Linked DNA regions of Triticum aestivum: region 1 is linked to region 2. A link is a contact called in public Hi-C data. All regions are on one chromosome and are shown on one strand. The core of a region is the stretch at or near the end of the contact, and the rest is flanking DNA. Distances in the headings are between cores, read along the strand shown.

The links. A called contact is a pair of places that touch in the nucleus more often than the background predicts.
Region 1: a contact with region 2 is called in a Hi-C map of leaf, with 5 times the contacts expected there. The contact joins the promoter of LOC123086246 here to the promoter of LOC123086242 in region 2. A contact is called at or near these places in 2 of 5 Hi-C or Micro-C datasets (both in leaf).

What each region holds. Positions count from the first base shown.
Region 1 is chr4A:439,824,058-439,829,278 of IWGSC CS RefSeq v2.1, reverse strand. It overlaps LOC123086246 (myb-related protein MYBAS1), which reads left to right and starts at 3,266. Exons shown (of 3, transcript XM_044507964.1): 1 at 3,266-3,488; 2 at 3,679-3,808; 3 at 3,893-4,641. The coding sequence starts at 3,461. The coding sequence ends at 4,358. It overlaps LOC123086248 (a long non-coding RNA gene), which reads right to left. Exons shown (of 4, transcript XR_006440750.1): 2 at 706-1,429; 3 at 497-598; 4 at 1-275.
Region 2 is chr4A:439,137,916-439,142,544 of IWGSC CS RefSeq v2.1, reverse strand. It overlaps LOC123086242 (probable beta-D-xylosidase 2), which reads right to left and starts at 2,344. Exons shown (of 4, transcript XM_044507962.1): 1 at 1,788-2,344; 2 at 724-1,681; 3 at 271-615; 4 at 1-176. The coding sequence starts at 2,291.

The sequences.
Region 1 (5,221 bases), core at 2,017-4,516, 690 kb before region 2:
ACATGTCAAGATCATGGCCACAAGGCAATCTTCTCCCTTCCCGCTAATGGTGGCGTACGTCGACGATAAGATGACATCCACTAAGCCCTATGGCATGACAGGTGCCCCCCGGTCGCGTCAATCCATAATCCCATCATGTGTTATTAAACCTCACGGCACAGGCCAAAAAGCATATATCCTTAATTTTCCAACATCCAGTGGACGCTGCTTTTGCTCCAACTTTGAGCGGGGTGACACCAAATCACACGGAATTGGGTGGTGGCCTTTGGTTCCCTCTGCATTTTGCAGTCACCGTCGCCGTCAGTCGTCACCCCCACATGCGAAATCAGGATAAAAAGAGTGGAAATTCAGTGTTTCTTATCACCCCCCGTGGCCACGGGCATCCACATCATAACCGAGATTAGAGCACCACAGGCTCACATCATCAGTCGGAAGCCGAGGTTTTTCTACCATTTCACAGATAATCACTCCAGGTGTAAAAGCTCTGAATACTTACATTGCTTGTCACCATAATAATCTTTGAAACGAACTTGACGATCCGTCGACTCAGTGGTTTGCGGTGGTCACCATCATCATAGCAAGAGAGTCCTCCCGGCAACTGATGTGCACCACAAGAAATGGAGAATTAAAACTAACCAAAAATCAATCTGCTCAATCGAAAGCAAGAATATCCCAATCTAATAACATTTCACCATCTTATCCTACCAAAGGCAATAACCCCTGCTACCCACTTCCTGATCAATTTCACCATCCTGCAAGAATTCACATACCGAGTCATGAGCTATATACAAAACCATTATTTTCATTTTACCAATTATTTGTTAAGCGTAGCAGTAAGACTTATTTTTTCTTTTCTTTTGTTAGACTGCAGTAGTGCCACATGGTTCAGGTTGACACCGAAAAACACAAGAATTGATGGAAAACTTGTGCAGAGCAAAGAAAAGAACACACACTTCTTCCCAGCCATTTCAAGGCTTTTTCTTGAAAAACAAAATATGTAGGGTGAACTTCTAGGTTATAGCCAAAATGTATAAAAGAAACAAAAAGGAGAGAAGAAACATAATGTGATCCCAAGCCTTTATTTTCAGAAAATATTTTAGCCTTCTTCCCAAAGGCCAAGGAGCATAAAAAATAATTGAAAGGATTTTGAGATACACATATATGAGAAAAGGACCTGACTTGTGATGCATTCAATGGGTATAGGAACAGGAACTAATTGTCACCACACGGATGATGACCGATCAGTGTTCCAATAAAGAAGCAAGCGAGAAGAGCTCGGATGCGAAAACAACTGCAGTGTATGGGGGGGCCTTCAGAAGTAAAGATGCCCAAGATAAAAAAGGTGTAGAGAGGCCACAAAGTGGACTGCAAGATTGGCAGGTTGGTGGCCTCCACATCAGTGCTGCTTCCATGCCTTCCTGGCTTGCTCCTGGTCATGGAAAAATTGTATTTATCTTTTTGTGCTGAGGGATCCTCCAGAAACATACAAAAAGCAACTAATTCCATAGCAATGGAGAAGTTAGGCCATGAGGATAAAATACTGCTCAGGACCCTACTGTCCACATACCTGCCTTGACTTTTCTTAGCTACTGTCTCCACGAAGGCGGATGTAGTATACAGAAGTCAGCAAATGAGTAGAAATTGGGATCTTACACAAGATCCAGTATCTAGTTACATTTTGGTCAGATTCAATCAACAAGGGTGTCTGGATATAGCACAGATGGCTTATGTTGTATGACCTACATGAACCAAATCCGCCAAAAGAAATACCCAAGCATTTAGTGAAAAGGGAAACAGCATCAGTATAGTGCATATCCACTACAAAGCACACCCTAGTAGTCGATATAGATGTACAAAAGCTTGCTCTTATGGCGTATGAGTGGCAGGTCGTGCAATCGCATACACTTTGTATTGGAGTTGTGTATAGTCTGAGATATTTTGCTATGCGTGGGATAATGGCTGAAAAGAAAGGAAAAGATAAAGTCCCCTGTGCCAATGATAATGGCTGACAGAAAGGAAACATGCTTTTCACATCCAGGAGAAATAAAATACAGAAGAATTGAGAGAAGATTATGTCAACCTACATATGTGGCCTGATTTGCGTAAAGATCGTGGACTAGCATATGTGGCTTGTGAGTCTACGAATATATGTCCCTAAAGCAAGTAGCGGCAAAACAATTCTCAACAGGCATGCTTCATAGCTTATTATCTACTCCCTCCGTTCCGAATTACTTGTCGCAGGTATGGATGTATCTAGATGTAATTTAGTTCTAGATACATCCATTTCTGCGACAAGTAATTTGGAACGGAGGGAGTAGTAAGAAATAACCAAAATAAGAACATACTTTTGGATCTTCCATAAAAAATACACAGTATCGGGGTTTTTCTGATTCATAAAGATCTCTAAAGATCCATTTGTAAATGCACGAGAACCATGTAGAAACAAAAAGATTGAAATGGGCCTTATCAGCATGCGTAAACTGCAGTATCTGCATGTACAAGATTATATGTTCCCAAGAAAGTTCATGTAAGAAACATGCACCGGCAACAGTCCAGTTCAGACTTAAAACTTGCCGTTTGTTTTGTCAAAGAAATTGATGCTAAAGCTTAGATCATGAAATTATTGTATGGAATTATAGAAAATGGAACCCAGAATAATTATGTTTTCTCTTTCTATTTTTGAGAAACGTAACAATACCTGCTCGTCATGCCTTTGGACTAATTATTTAAATGAAGTACAGATATCTATCCATGAGAAAATGACTACTAAAATATTTCAAATCAAGTAAAAAGGAAATAAGCATACACTTATTCAACAAACAGTTATGAAAATACACCACGTTTTATTGTTTGCTTCATTTATTTTGCATTTCAGTTAACAAAATTGCATGTGTTTGCCTTCACTTCAAAAGTAATTTCCATAAAATATGCCCACACAGAAAATAATTAACCAAAACCTACATGCACATATTACTCCACTTTTTTGGGGAACATGAGTGTGCTATTAATCAAAAGGAGTTAAGTCAACTCACAGAGTAAACCGGCAAGAACAAGAGTTAGATGCAGTCCAAATCCAGTATATGTAATACTATACCCTTCTAAAATTTGTAACACAGAGCAAGAGGCATGAGAAGGCAATTTTAATCTGAGGACAACCTCATCGATGATTCTCTAAATCAGACCCACCACGTAAAGAGGCCTCACGAGAGCCTTCTTGTCCTGCCTATAAATGAGAAGCAAGAGCCATCAAACCAGTGCACAACTAAGACAAAGTGGCTTCCTCTCACTACTACCAACCTTCTTCCCATCAGGCTGGAGTTCATCAAGGATCTAAGCCTGAAACTGGAGCCCACAAGCACACAGAGGAGGAAGAGCAACAAGGCTGGCTCCCAGCCCATCCAAGGTAGAAGCGAACAACGTTAGAGATGGTGACAGTGCAAGATGAGATGCGCAAGGGGCCATGGACAGAGCAGGAAGACCTGCAACTGGTATGCACTGTCCGCCTGTTCGGTGACCACCGCTGGGATTTCGTTGCCAAAGTCTCAGGTTTGAGGGGTGGGAGACCTGCAAATTAGGTAGCCATTTTTGCAATCCTTGGCACAAAGATGCAAACAGCATGCAAATATCATTGTCTCTAACCAACTATTTTCATACATCACCTTATCTATGGCCATGTAGGCCTTAACAGGACAGGCAAAAGCTGCCGCCTCCGGTGGGTCAACTACCTCCACCCTGGCCTCAAGCATGGGCGCATGTCGCCACAAGAGGAACACCTTATTATTGAGCTCCATGCTCGATGGGGTAACAGGTTTGATACAAAAGAAGACCTTACTAAAGCAGCTTTTTTTCATCTACAACAGATGAAACGCACTAACACCCTCTCTATGTATAGGTGGTCTAGAATAGCACGCAGACTGCCAGGGCGTACGGACAATGAGATTAAGAACTACTGGAGGACACACATGAGGAAGAAAGCACAAGAGAGGAAGATAGACATGTCACCTTCTTCCTCCTCATCATCATTTACATACCAATCCTGCCTCCTTGAAACTGCACCAATAATCAGGATGGATGGAGGCAGCACTCATAATGGCACAACCTGCTTCTCAAGTGTACTTAAGAGCAACCAGAGTGTCATGGATGGATATTCTATGGACCAGATATGGAAGGAGATCGAGGCACCGGCCATGCTGCCTATTGATGATAAAGCATGCAGCAATCTCCCATGTCCTCTGCTGCCATCTCCTATGGGAGATCGCTACTGCCCTCCTGAGGTAGTCTGGAAGATGGACAATGGTGATCTCAAGATGTTAGCTCCACAATTTGGTTATGGTAATGGAGAACGTTCCTGCTATTGAAGGTTCAAGCTGTCAGGATCGAGGTCAGGTTACTAAGATACATATATATGCTTAACAGATTTCCACTACCTATGTAGCTATGTCTGCATATACATATATATGCTTGCCGGAATTGCCAGTAGCTATGTTTGCATTAGTATGGAGGGTGATCTAAATATTTACAAATCTACTGTAACATTGTAGATTTTCAGGTCTGCTTATGATGTGTGTGCCTATGTAGTGTGTAAAATAGCTTATGTCTCTTGCCCTTCACAGAATGGAATACAAGAGCAACTTATATGCATGATACAGCAGTCAATCTCCAATGATATTTTGGTGAAAATGTTAGATTGACACGAATGTACATTGTACACCATTGCACTATCGGAATTATAATATCTCCCCCCACCTGATTCTAAAGCTACAAACAGTGCCATGAGATTCTATGGTCGTATCTCAAGGAGCAAACAAAAGAAGAGGAAAATGGGTACAGAATCAGCATTATTTCTTCAAACCGTTCTTGCTATTACATTCTCATTTCCTTCTACAGGATGTTGAGATTGAAAGCTCTTGATAAAATGGCTTCTGAAACCTAAGGAACGTCAAAGAGAACAAGTATTTCTCCAATAAACACACGGACCCTGAAAACATATATTTTTAATATACAAATTGAGGCTGCTGTACAGACATCTGTATGCATATTTGATCTGAGTGGAATTGACAGACTTAGTGCAGAGTGAGTGGTCTATCACTTCAATTCTCTTAAAAAGGTTGAGCACTAGACTTTGATAGAACAAAATAATGCTAGATTGTATTCGACACATAAGATTAGCAGGAAGTCGCAGATTACCCATTTAACAAATAGGAAAGTTAGCACTGTGGCC
Region 2 (4,629 bases), core at 1,095-3,594:
TCGGAACTTGGTGTAGCTCAGGCCGTGGGCGAACCGATAAAGCACATACGGCCCGTCGTAAAACTTGTATGTCCGCCCCGGGTATCCGTGGTCCGGCCGCGGCCGTAGCTCCATGGACGTCATAGGAATCTGGTGGATGTACTTGTTCTTGAACCATGTCAGTGGCAGCCGTCCTCCTGCTCGATCATGCAATTACATTTCCAGCGATGTGTCAGAAAATCAGAATCCATTTACTTTGATCGGAATAATAAACTTTGCATCTTTATTTACCTGGACTGTATCTTCCGAAGATGACATCAGCAATGGCGATGCCACCTTCCCCACCAGGGTAACCGGCCCAGAGGATGGCGCCGATCTTGGGGTTGCCCTGCGCGAAGGAGATGTCGATGCCGCCGCCGGACAGGATCACGAGGACGATCGGGTTAGACGATACCGCCGCGATGTGGAGGATCTCCTCCGTCTGGTTCTTGGGCAGGAGGAGATCCTCCCTGTCGTTGCCCTCCCTCTCGATGTGCATGTTTATGCCACCAAAGTAGATGGTCAAGTTTGCGTGATGCCAGATCTTCACGTCCTTGCTTATGCCTTCTCGCGGCGTCACGTACCGGCAAGGCGGCCCTGCATTTACAAATTTCATCCAAGAGAATGTGTAACATGTGAGTACGTGATGTGTCGTGGCATGTGAGGTGTACGTAGTACAACAGCAGCTAGAGAAGAGCTGATCACCTGTGTAGTCTCCGTCCATGATCTTTTCAGGCGCCTCGGCATGTGGGCCGCGGACGGCGATGGCGCCGAACTTCTTGGGGTCAAGGGGCAGCAGGCCGCCGTGGTTCTTGAGGAGCACCATGCCCTGTCTGGCCCCGTCGAGGGCGAGGCTCCTGTGGTCGTGGCTGCAGATGTCCTTCTCGTTGAGGGACTCGTACCTGGGCATGCCGTCGAAGTAGCCGAGCCTCATGAGCGTCATGTAGAGGTTGGTGAGCGCGTTGTCGACGTCGGACTCGCGTGTCTTGCCCTTCTGGACGGCCTCCAGGCCGTAGGTGGTGAGGAAGTCCATGACGGGCTTGCCGTCCTGCACGATCCAGCTCTCGCCGCAGTCGAGGTCGAGCCCGGCCTTGAGCACGGCGGCGGTGGACTCGACCGCGGTGTAGCCCAGCCATGTGGCGTTGTCGGTCATGACGCGCACGGCGTCGCAGTCGGAGACGATGTAGCCGTGGAGGCCCCAGTCGCGGCGGATGGTGCCGGAGAGGAGGCGCGCGTCGGCGCAGGCCGGGATGCCGTTGACGCGGTTGTAGGAGCACATGACGCTGCTGACGTCGCCATGGCGGACGCACATCTCGAACGGGCGCTGGAAGGTCTCCACCATGTCGCGCTCCTCGACGCGGGCGTCGAACTTGAAGCGCGTGTGGCCGTACCAGTCGTCCACGTCGTAGGCGGCGTAATGCTTGCAGCACGCGGAGGTCTTGAGCGGCCGGGACATGGGGTCGGAGGCCACCTCGTGGCCCGGGATGTCCTGCATGCCGCGCACGAAGTTGACGGCGTAGCGGCCGACGACGTAGGGGTCCTCGCCGGGCGTCTCCAGCGCGCGGCCCCACCTCGGGTCGCGCACCACGTTGATGTTGGGGCTCCAGTACGTCAGCCCTCCCTTGCCCAGGTTGTACATCGCTCGGGCCTCCGTCGAGATCGCCTGCCAAGACAAATTGCATGCCACCAGATCTGTTGTTACACGCACCATGAAAACGGAAAGAGCAGACGTGGCACCGACGACATGCATGACACCGTAACGTGCGTACCTGGCCGATGGACTTCCAGAGGGACTCGTTGAAGGAGGCGGCGCTGTTGATGACGTTAGCGAAGACAGTGCCGTTGAAGACGGCGGCGCGGCCGGAGTGGAGGCGCGGTTTCTTGGGGTCGTCGAACTTGGTGGTGGGGCCGGTGCTGGAAAGCCCGTGTAGCGCCTCCGACCACCACTTGTACGGGGGAAGGCCGACGCGGGGCGCGCCGTCAGCCCAGTCGCCGAGGTTGGACACCTTCTCCTCCACCGTCATCCAGCCGATGAGGTCGCGCACACGGTCGCCGTACGGAAGCGACGCGTTGCAGTACCGGTACTTGGACATGTCCAGCCCGGCCGCCATGAACCGGGACGCGTCGCACACCTTGGTGTACACGGCCTTGCCGCCGGTAGCGCCGCCGTCCGCCTGGGAGGGGGCGGCTCGAGAAGAGGCATGCGGGATGCTCGCTGTGGTGGCTAGGAGGAGGAGGGAAAGAATGGATACGTGCATGGCGGACGACGCCATTGTACTATGTTGGCTCGCTACGTACGTGTTGCTGATGATGATGGTGGGATGTGGAGCGTGTATATATAAGCTCGAGATCGAGATCGAGTGGAGGGAACTAACAGATTATCGAAATTTGAAACCTACTTCTGCATGCACGGCCGGAAATGATGCATGGATAGATAGATAACCCATCGGGTTGTTTGTTTGTTTGTTGTTCGTTATACAGAGTGCAAACTGGTTTTTGTTGTTGGATATTTTCACTCACGTCACGGTCACGCGTGGACTGTAAGTGCGGGTGCTGATGAAAGTGGACGTACCGTGGTGGATAGTACTCCCTCTGTAAATTAATATAAGAGCATTTATATCACTACTTTAGTATTCTAAACGCTCTTATATTAATTTACGGAAGGAGTATTTTTTTAAGAACGTCCGTAATAATTAAGCAACAAAGATTACACATAGTTGACGTAAAAAAAGATTACACGGAGTTTCCTTTTTTCTTCCGAAAATTCCACAGAGTTTCTGGGATACAATCCGAGTTAAAAGCAGAAAGGCCACTAGTGTTCATACATGATTTAGCTAAAATATGAGCCATTACATTGTACCGCCAAGAAACATGCACATTTGATATGAAACTCGAGGATGCACATTTGATACCAGCCACCACAAACCCCACGCACGAGTAATCACGGGCTGAAGAATTGAGGTGTTGCACCAGGGAAAGGCAATCCGACGCAAAGATGACTGAGTTGATGTTCTCCTCGCGCGCCAAAACAACTGCTTGGGAAAGAGCAATGCCTCCTGCCAGCTCGAGATTCATAGTGCCCGAGAGAGCCTCAGAACAAGCAAGCATCCACTGGCGGCCATGATCAAGAAGGAAGCCGCCAGAACCATACCTGTCGAGCTCGCCAAATATAGTAGCATCAGAGAAAAAAACAACGGAGCCTCGCAGCAGAGGAGACCAAGAAGGGCTTGATGCATGGATCTCAGGATTGTGGACAGGGGACGAGTTATAAAGATGTTGCACAATTAAGTCAACATAAGTAATCCTCAGGGAAGTGTGATGCGGATGAGAGGCTCGTTGTTGTTCCTGACAGAGTTACGTGCCCCCCATATGTGCCAGACCGCGACAGCTAGCACCATAGCCGATAGTTTGCATGCTCCCGATAGGAAGTGGAAGAGCCATGACAAGGCAAGACCATCAAGACTAATGTTGAAGGTGTGCTTCACTTCCTCCCACACTTCCCATGCATGCGGACAAAACAGGAGGGCATGCTTAACACTCTCGACCCTGCCACAAAAACAACAAAGCTCCGAGTCCATGACATTGAAGCTAAGACTCCAGATGGCAGGCTATCATGGACAAGATGCCATAGGATCACTTTCATCTTGTTCGGGGTAGTGATGGGAAAGATCAACTTCTATTGTTTCTCCACTTATCAACAGGTGATCGTCGATATCAAAACTACATATGAGTTCTTAGATTGTTCGGTTAGGGGTTAAAACACCCTGGTCGCTCCATGAGTCACGGTAGGCAGTTTACCTAGGTTCAGCCGTTTAGGCCACCGATGCCGGTGTAACACCCTACTCCTGCTATGTGTTTCTTTTCATGTGTATCAAGAGATAACTCACTGCTTACAGAATGCACAATGAGCCCCTTAGTGTTCTAATTCTGTTGGGAAACATAGCATGCAATTTCAAAAAATTTCCTACAATCACGCAAGATCTATCTAGGAGATGCATAGCAACGAGAGGGGAAGAGTGTGCCCACGTACCCTCATAGACCGAAAGCGGAAGCGTTAGGTTAACGCAGTTGATGTAGTCGAACGTCTTCACAATCCAACCGATCTTAGTACCAAATGTACGGCACCTCCGTGTTCAGCACACGTTCAGCTTGATGACGTCCCTCGAACTCTTGATCCAGCAAAGGGCCGATGGAGAGTTCCGTCAGCACAACGGCGTGGTGACGGTGATGGTGATGTGATCCGCGCAGGGATTTGCCTAAGCACTACGACACTATGACCGAAGGAGTAAACTGTGGAGGGGGGCACCGCACATGGCTAAGAGAATAATTGTCGTGCCTTTGGGGTGCCCCCACCCTCGTATATAAAGGAGGGGAGGAGGAGGCCGGCCCAAGGGGGGGGGGGCGCACCAGGAGGGGGGAGTCCTACTAGGACTCCGTTCCTATTAGGATTCGGTCCCCCATTTCCTTCCAACTGAGAGGGGGAAAGGGGAAAGGAGGGAGAAGGAGAAGGAAAGAGGGGGGCCGCGCCCCCTCCCCTTGTCCAATTCGGATTGGGCAAGGGGGGGCACCTCCCGTGGCCTGCCTCCTCTCCTCCACTATGGCCCATTAGGC